Regions from separate parts of the Sus scrofa genome. Here region 1 is linked to region 2. Evidence: chromatin contacts called from public HiChIP or PLAC-seq data. All regions are on one chromosome and are shown on one strand. Each heading gives the region's core, a stretch centred on a gene start, on an enhancer-like site or on the middle of the called end of the contact. The rest is flanking DNA. Distances are from core to core; before and after follow the strand shown. Region 1 overlaps USP37 (ubiquitin carboxyl-terminal hydrolase 37). Region 2 holds the start of GPBAR1 (G-protein coupled bile acid receptor 1).

Region 1 (4,246 bases), core at 387-2,886, 170 kb before region 2:
AATGCAGTACTGGGACAGATTTTTTTTTTTTTTTTTTTTTTTTTTTTTTTTTTTTTTTTTTTGTCTTTTTGCCATTTCTTGGGCTGCTTCCGCAGCATATGGAGGTTCCCAGGCTAGGGGTCCATTCGGAGCTGTAGCCACCAGCCTACGCCAGAGCCACAGCAACGTGGGATCCGAGCCGAGTCTGCAACCTACACCACAGCTCACGGCAACGCCAGATCCTTTAACCTACTGAGCAAGGGCAGGGACCGAACCCGCAACCTCATGGTTCCTAGTCGGGTTCGTTAACCACTGCGCCACGACGAGAACTCCTGGGACATATTTAAAAACATTTCAGTGAGTGATTTCCCGTTGTGGCTCAGCAGTTAACGAATTTGGTTAGCATCTGTGAGGACTCAAGTTTGATCCTTGGCCTCGCTCAGAGGGTTAAGGATCCAGCGTTGCTGTGAACTGTGGTATAGGTCACGACGTGGCTTGGATCTGGCGTTGCTGTGGTGTAGGCCAGCAGCTGCAGCTCCAGTTTGTCCTGTAACCTGGGAACCTTCACATGCTGTGGGGGGCAGCCCTAAAAAAGCAAAAAACATTTCATATGAAATGAATCTGTAAAGATAATTCTTATTGACAGCCAGTTAAATTCTTTTTATGAGAACTTCCTTAACTTGTTGAGATGAAAATTTTTGCTTTGGTAAAGTGTTTGGGAGGGAGGGAAGGAAGGAAGGAAGTTCCTTCTCCCCACTCTTACCTAATTAAAAACTATAGTGAGATTTTAATAATCAGAAGAAAATTATGTCCATACTGCTTATTCCAGCCAGCTGTAATCTAGAAATTGAGATTAAAAAAAAAAAAAGATTAAATTTTTTCTTACCTCCCTGGATGAATGTTTTAAATGTATTTATGGCCATATATTTATGTGGTACATGAGATGTTTATTACATATTTTGTAGCTTTTTTTGTTTTTTGCTTTTTAGGGCCACGCCAGCAGCATATGGAAGTTCCCAGGCCAGGGGTCAAATTGGAGCTACAGCTGCCCACCTACACCACAGCTCATGGCAACACCGGATCCTTAACCCACTGAGCAAGGCCAGGGATCAAACCTCATGGATTCTCATCAGGTTCATTAAACACTGAACCACGAAGGGAACTCAGCTCTTTTGATTTGGAAGATGTGCAAGGCTCATTTGATTACCCATGTGAAAACACACTAATTTGACATACAGTGTAATAAATGGGAGAATCTCAGTAATTAATCATTCTAGCCTAATTCTTACATCATTTACTCTAAGTATTATTTTTTTCCCAGTACTTGGTCATGTGTCATGACCTATGAATGTGGCTGTTTTTTCTTCTTCATCCTTAACCGTAGTTCTGACGATTGGTTAAGTCAGATCCATTACTAGATCAGAGGTTTTCTCAACGGAGGGCAGTTTTGTTCCCCAGGGGACATTTGGCACTGTCACTTTTGTTTGTTTTAGGGAGGGTGGGTTGCTACTGGCCTCTGGTAGGTAGAGGCCAGGATGTTACTAAACATTATATGTGTACAGGCAGCCCCTCTCCCCCCAGCACAAAAAAATTGTCCCACTCACAATGTCAGTAGTGTTGAGATTGAGAAATTCTGTGATCAAGACTATGTAGTAACATGAGATTGCAAGTCCTAAGCAAGTGTGTCTGAGGTTAAGATACTTACTCTCTGAACAGTAGATGTCACTCTAGTTCAGAGATTTCAGTTTGTAAGAGAAGATTTCCCAGTTATGTTATGTTTTACTTCTGCAGATCCTGCCAGTTTTACAGAGATAACTAAAGACTGTGATGAAAATAAAGAAAACAAAACTCCAGAAGGATCTCAAGGAGAGGTTGATTGGCTGCAGCAGTATGATATGGAGCGTGAGAGGGAAGAACAAGAGCTGCAGCAGGCATTGGCTCAGAGCCTTCAGGAGCAAGTAAGAGATATTTATATTGCTACTTTCTCTATACCTTTCCCAGGAAATAGCATAATAATAATAATGATAAACATTTGTTAAGCACTTACTACTTGTGTCGGGCATTGTTCCAGGTGATTTACATACAGTAAATCATTGCTCCACCAAAACACACAAACTTCTTTAGGACTTTTGCTTTGGACTTGAAACAGCACATTTTCCTTTTTTTAAGAAATCTAAGTGCAACAGTGTATTGTTGGTTACTTCCTATTACTGTAATTTATTGCATGCTAAAGCAGGAAGCGTTATCAGATCCAACTTTATTTTTTTTTTTGCAAACAGTTGAATAGTATACCATTGTGATTTTATTATTACTATGTTAAGGCACAGTATTTGTTTTGGTCATTTTCTCACAATATGAATCCCTTCCTCTGTGTGTGTGTGTGTGTGTGTGTGTGTGTGTTTAATGGCTGCACCTGCAGCGCATGGAAGTTCCTGGGTTAGGTAGGGGTTGTATCAGAGCTGCAGCTGTGACCTACACCACAGCCACAGCAACACCAGTCTAAGCCACATCTGCAACCTGTGCTGCAACTTGCGGCAATGCTGGATCCTTAACCCACTGAGTGAGGCTGGGGACCGAACCCACATCCTCACAGAGACAACATTGGGTCTTTAACCCACCAGCCACAACAGGAACTCCCCTTTCCTGTGAATTATTTTAACATAAAATTCTTAGCAGTATTATCTGAAATTTTAGATTTTAGTTGTAGACTAACATTTATCTGCTCTTCTCTTTATGTAGTAATCTATTCTTCAATTTTTAGTTCCTTTTGTTTATATTTGTCAAAGCTAGTTGGTTTGTGCTATTGCAGTCACCTGAGGTATCTGACTGAAAGGTTTTGTTTTCATGGTTGTCTAATCCTATACAATCCAAGTCATGTTAGTAATAAAATAGAAATAATAAAAATTTATCAAGCCTCCCTAGAATGAGTGCATAGTTTTAGTTTTACTAATAATCAGATTAAGAAGTCTAATGTTACTGGGACATTGGGTCTTAACTTTTAACTGCACATTATTATCATATGTGGAGCTTTTAAAAAAAGACTGATGCCTGGGTGATTCTGCCCCTCAGACATTCTGATGTAATTGATTTCAGGTGTGATCTAAGCATCCAGATTTCTTTTTCTTTTTTTTTCTTTTTTAAGTAAGGACTTTTTAAAACTTCTCCCAATGATTCTAATGTACAGCCAAGGTTGAGAACTGCCGTTTTAAAGCTATTTCAGAGCCGGCCATAAGATGAAGTTTCTTTAGTTTGGTATGTATCAGGTTATTAATTACCAAAAGAAAATCCTGGAGTTCCCTGGTGGCATAGCAGGTTAAGGATCTGGCATTGTCACTGCTGTGGCCCAGGTTAGATCCCTGGCCTGGGAGCTTCTATATGCCACAGGTGGAGCCAAAAAAGAAAAAAAAGTAAACTTTTCCACATCCCTCAAGAGGTTGTATCCCAGACATTTATAAGATTATAGAAAACATTATTAGCAAATACTTTCAGAGCAGCTAATTTTATCCTCATTAAATAAGTTTAACTAATACCTCTTTAAATACTTTAGTTTTGTTCTTATCCCTTTAGGAGGCTTGGGAACAAAAAGAAGATGATGACCTCAAAAGAGCTACAGAGTTAAGTCTTCAAGGTATGGTGTTACTTTAATTACATCTTTATATGGTGAAATGTATCGCACACAGAAGAGCATATAAAATGTGTTGACTTTTAATAACAATAACAAATTTGAACACCTCCCAGGTAAAGAAGAACCTTAAAAGTTACCTAAATACCCCTCCCCTTCACTCCCTCGCAAAAAAAGCCACTATTCTAATGTTTGTATTCATCATTACCTTACTCTTTTTGAATAATTTCACTACCTATATCCATATCCTTAGACAATATATTTTTTAATTTGGAATAATTAAATAGCAGGGACAGTCTACCTGTAATCCATCTGTATGACAGAGTGATACTGCTACTGTTAAGACTCCTGGGAGAAGATAATGTGACTTCCATTTCCCCATGAATTTACAAGCACTCACTGTAAAGTCGTAAGTGAGTACTCAGAAGCATAATGTTCACCAGTATCATGGCATTTGGCAGAACTAAAATATGGACCAGATGCTGGAAGTCCACTGGACAGATAGTCACAGGAAGTAGGCTAACTGTATTTTCTAAGATCACTCTGGTCTTTCTCCAGCCCTCAGAAATAAAGCAGAACACTTTGCTAGTATAAAATGAGTATTCTAGGCTGATCTAGACTCTGGGGCTTGGTGAAGAAAGTTAA
Region 2 (4,289 bases), core at 819-3,318:
TCTGCGTGTTAATCCAGAGGTTGCCGACCAGCGGACTAGGGGCTGTATCTTGTTTGCTGATACACATCGTCCCCCTGGTGAATTGCCAATTTAAAGCGACATAAACATTCCTATTTTTGGTTTTTGAGAGATCAGGTCCTGTACGGTAGCAACCACCTGGAGCTGAGCGGTGGCTGCCTTCAGATGGCTCCCCACAGTCCCCCCTCAGCCACTCGGTCCATTTCTCTTATCTGCCTGGCCTGTTCTGGGCAGCTGGGTTTATGTCTTTGTTTAGACTGAAAAGTGGATCCACTCAGCCCCAAAGCATTTTGGCCATGCCTTCCTGCCTACACCGGGCAAGGCCTCCAAATTTAAGCTCAAAGGATAGGATAGGGTCTGGCTGGTGTGTAGGTCTCTGGCCAGCCAATAGTTGACGGCCCCCTTCAGGCTGGCGGGGCTGGACCAGGGGTTGGGATGGGCAATAAATGAAGAAGTTGGCACCAGTGTGGGAAGAGATGGTGGTTTGCTAAGACTGGGGGGGGGAGCTGGCGTCCATCTGAGGCAGGGCTCGTGGAGCACTTGCATTAGTGGTTAGTGCTGATGCCAGGGAAACGGGTGGCAGCGAGGGGGTGCCCTGTGCCCTGCACCTTCCCTCCATCTGCCTTGTCCCTGGTTACAGCTCAGTGAGCAGCCTCCGGGTAGGACTTCCAGCCCATAAACTTGACACATCCGCACCACACTAGCAACAGGGCCTTTCCTGGGAACCGGCGGGTGGTGGGGGGGGAGAGTTGCCAGGGAGGGAGAGGGGGAGGGTTGGTAGTGACCGGAGATGCCAGTGGCAAGGAGGGCTGAAGTGAGCCCAGGGAGGGAGGAGGGGCCGCTGGGCAGGGCCTGGCTCTGCTCTCCCCGAGTCCTTCCAGCATTATGGGGACAGGGATGGGGGATGGGGACGGGGGAGGGGTCCTGGGCCCTGTGGGAACTCCTGCTTCTGTCAACAGGAAAGCAGCTGCTGTTGCTAGGATTAAAGTCAACAAGGAAAGGATTCCTACCTGCACCCCCATCCAGGTCAGAGGATCAGATGGCCCCATGGCCACCTTGTCCACCGGAGGTGCTGCCCCTTCTAGAGATCCCCAGCCTTCCCCAGGCCCCCCAAGCCAGTTGCCAAGCCGCTGCACCCCTTTCCCCTCCCTCGGCCTGTTTCCTCTTCCTGTCTCCCCAGGGCCCTCCACTCGTTCATCTCGCTCTCTCCAGCAGCCCTTCAGTTTCTGTTCCCCTTCATCCTCGCACTGTCAACTTTATTAAACCCCAGGAGACCTCAGGGTCTGTTACTTCAGACTTGGACTCTGGGGCCATGGGCTGGAGCTCGCAGCCCTCCGCTGGAGTGAGTCTCCCAGCCCACTTCCATCAGAGCCGCACAAAAGGCAGGGATGGCCCCCGGGGGCCACTTCCTCGTGGTGTTATGGGTGCACTGGCTGTGGGACCCGCACACCCCAGAGGCTCTGGTGGCTCGGGTTGGGTGGCACGACCTCTTCAGGAGCTGGGGTGGAGGTGTCCAGGTGTGGCCGGGGCTGGGTGGGGCAAGGGAAGGGGAAGGGCTACTCACATGGCTGTGGGGGCAGGTCTGGCTCGCCCAGCCTGGGCTTTTCCTCTGGGGGTCAGGGGGTGGCCACAGCCATTGCTGCAGGTCGTCTGGCGATGATGTCTGGTGTCCTGATGGGTGAGGGCATGGTGCCTCCACTCTGCGGGGACAGCAGGGCCGGGATTCTTCGCTGCCCAGGCTCTGCCCTCGCCTGGGTTCCTGGAGGGATGGAGCTGAGGCTGGCGGGGCTCAGCCTGGCCCCGCCTCTGGGGGTGGGACCTGGCACACCCTGAGCGGCAGTCCTGGGAGGGCTTCCTCCCCCTTTCTCCAGGGCCCCCTCCTTGTCCTCCCGGACCAGGGTCTCCATCTCCAGCCACTGTCCATGGCTTGCCATCAAGGTGGCAGGTCACCCAGCTTGGAGCCCTCTGGCCTGCTACCGCTCAGCTAATCTGAGAAATGCTTTGCAGTTAATGAACACTATAATGATTTATTCTACCCTCCGTACTTCCTGCCCCAGCTAATATATTTATGTTTTATGAGCCTTAAACCCATGGGGTGGCCAGCCAGCTAATTCTGCTGGGCTGCTGAGGAGGAATGTGTGTCTGATGATGGCAGTGGGGGGGTTGGTGTTTGGAAGCTAAACATACTTTTATTTTATTTATTTTATTTTATTTTTGTATTTCTGTCTTTTTAGGGCTGCATATGGAGGTTCCCAGGCTGGGGGTCTAATTGGAGCTATAGCTGCCGGCCTACGCCAGAGCCACAGCAACTCGGGATCCAAGCCGCATCTTCGACCTACACCACAGCTCACAGAAACGCCAGATCTTTAACCCACTGAGTGAGGCCAGGGATCTAACCCGCATCCTCATGAATGCTAATCAGGTTCACTAACCGCTGAGCCACGAGCGGAACTCCTGAAAGCTGAGCATCTTTACACCCGCCCTTCCTATTACCTGGTAGGGACTTGCGGCTTATAAAGCCAGTCTTACCTTCCACAATCTGGGGTCATCCCACACTTTTCTCAACTATTTTCTTTTTTTTCTTTCTTTTTTTTTTTTTGTCTTTTGTCTTTTGTTGTTGTTGCTGCTATTTCTTGGGCCACTCCCGAGGCATATGGAGATTCCCAGGCTAGGGGTTGAATCGGAGCTGTAGCCACTGGCCTACGCCAGAGCCACAGCAACGCAGGATCCGAGCCGCGTCTGCAACCTACACCACAGCTCACGGCAACGCCGGATCGTTAACCCACTGAGCGAGGGCAGGGACCGAACCCGCAACCTCATGGTTCCTAGTCAGATTCGTTAACCACTGCGCCACAACGGGAACTCCTCTTTCTTTTTTTTTTTTTTGGTCTTTTTAGGGCCGAACCTGCAGCATATGGAGGTTCCCAGGCCAGGGGTCCAATCAGAGCTGTAGCCACCGGCCTATGCCACAGCCACAGCAACGCGGGATCTGAGCCTTGTCTGCGACCTACACCACAGCTCACGGCAATGCTGGATCCTTAACCCACTGAGGGAGGCCAGGGATGGAACCCGCAACCTCATGGTTCCTAGTCGGATTGGTTAACCACTGAGCTGCGATGGGGACTCCTCCTCAACTATTTTGTGAGTCAACTTCTGGGCCATGAGACACAAATGGCTCTGGGGGGTGTGACTTTGAGCAAGCTACCTCTGGACCTCAATTTTCTCACCTGTAAAATGGGAATGAAGAAAACCACCCTGTCAGGGTGGTTGTGGGGATATCATGGGGTAACATATGTAACTGCATTTATCCCAGTGCTTGACACCTAGTGGGGGGAGGGGTCTCAACAAGTGACTCCTTTCCTTCCTCCTCCATGGTGATAAAGAGGCATGAGCCAGTACTGGAGTCAGAAGGACCGGGTTTGAATCACAGAATCCTGGTTGGATCCTATTTATTTGGCTGGGTAAACTTAGGTCAATTATTTATTTTATTTTATTTTTTGTCTTTTTGCCATTTCTTGGGCTGCTCCCATGGCATATGGAGGTTCCCAGGCTAGGGGTCTAATCGGAGCTGTAGCTGCCAGCCTACACCACAGCCACAGCAACGTGGGATCCGAGCTGCTTCTGCGACCTACATCACAGCTCACGGCAACGCCGGATCCTTAACCCATTGAGCAAGGGCAGGGATTGAACCCGCAACCTCATGGTTCCTAGTCAGATTCGTTAACCATTGCGCCACGATGGGAACTCCAAAACTTAGGTCAATTATTAAAGTTCTCTCTCTCTTATTTTTTTTTTCTGTCTTTGTCTTTCTAGGACCGCATCAGCAGCACATGGAGGTTCCCAGGCTAGGGGTTGAATCGGAGCTGCAGCTGCCAGCCTATGCCACAGCCACAGCAACGTGGGATCCGAGCCTCGTCTGGGACCTACACCACAGCTCACAGCAACGCCGGATCCTTAACCCGCTGAGCAAGGCCAAGGATGGAACCTGCGTTCTCATGGATGCTAGTTGGATTCGTTAACCACTAAGCCACGATGGGAAGTCCTATTAAAATTCTCTTGCCTTAGTTTCCTCATCTGTGAAATGGGGCTTGTACTGTACTCACCTATTGTGAGACTAAATGAGAAAATGTATGATGAGGACTTGGGTCAGGGCTTGGCAGGTAAGAAACAGGGGTTTCCAGCCTTCTCTGCATGTCCCTTCCTTCCAGTCACCTGCCCCCTCTAAGAATTCCATTGAGAAAGGCAGATGGAGAGGCTGTGAAAAGCAAGAG

Evidence for each region. HiChIP or PLAC-seq counts read pairs in DNA pulled down with a chosen protein or histone mark.
Region 1: a contact with region 2 is called in an H3K27ac HiChIP or PLAC-seq map of alveolar macrophages. The contact joins the enhancer-like site here to the promoter of GPBAR1 in region 2. A contact is called at or near these places in 6 of 47 Hi-C or Micro-C datasets (blood, heart right ventricle, liver and 3 more) and 1 of 2 datasets of contacts at active chromatin or transcription factors (alveolar macrophages).

The regions. Positions count from the first base shown.
Region 1 is chr15:120,502,796-120,507,041 of Sscrofa11.1, reverse strand. It overlaps USP37 (ubiquitin carboxyl-terminal hydrolase 37), which reads left to right. Exons shown (of 24, transcript XM_003133658.6): 19 at 1,771-1,937; 20 at 3,547-3,607. Among named protein-coding and RNA genes, the nearest start is that of VIL1, 41 kb to the right of the region's middle. Within about 2 kb of position 1,636, at least 10 of the 83 cell types and tissues checked have an H3K27ac peak or open chromatin away from gene starts, as enhancers often do. A contact at or near this core is called in alveolar macrophages and omental adipose tissue, where this site is marked.
Region 2 is chr15:120,333,975-120,338,263 of Sscrofa11.1, reverse strand. It overlaps GPBAR1 (G-protein coupled bile acid receptor 1), which reads right to left and starts at 2,068. Exons shown (of 2, transcript XM_013984487.2): 1 at 1,583-2,068.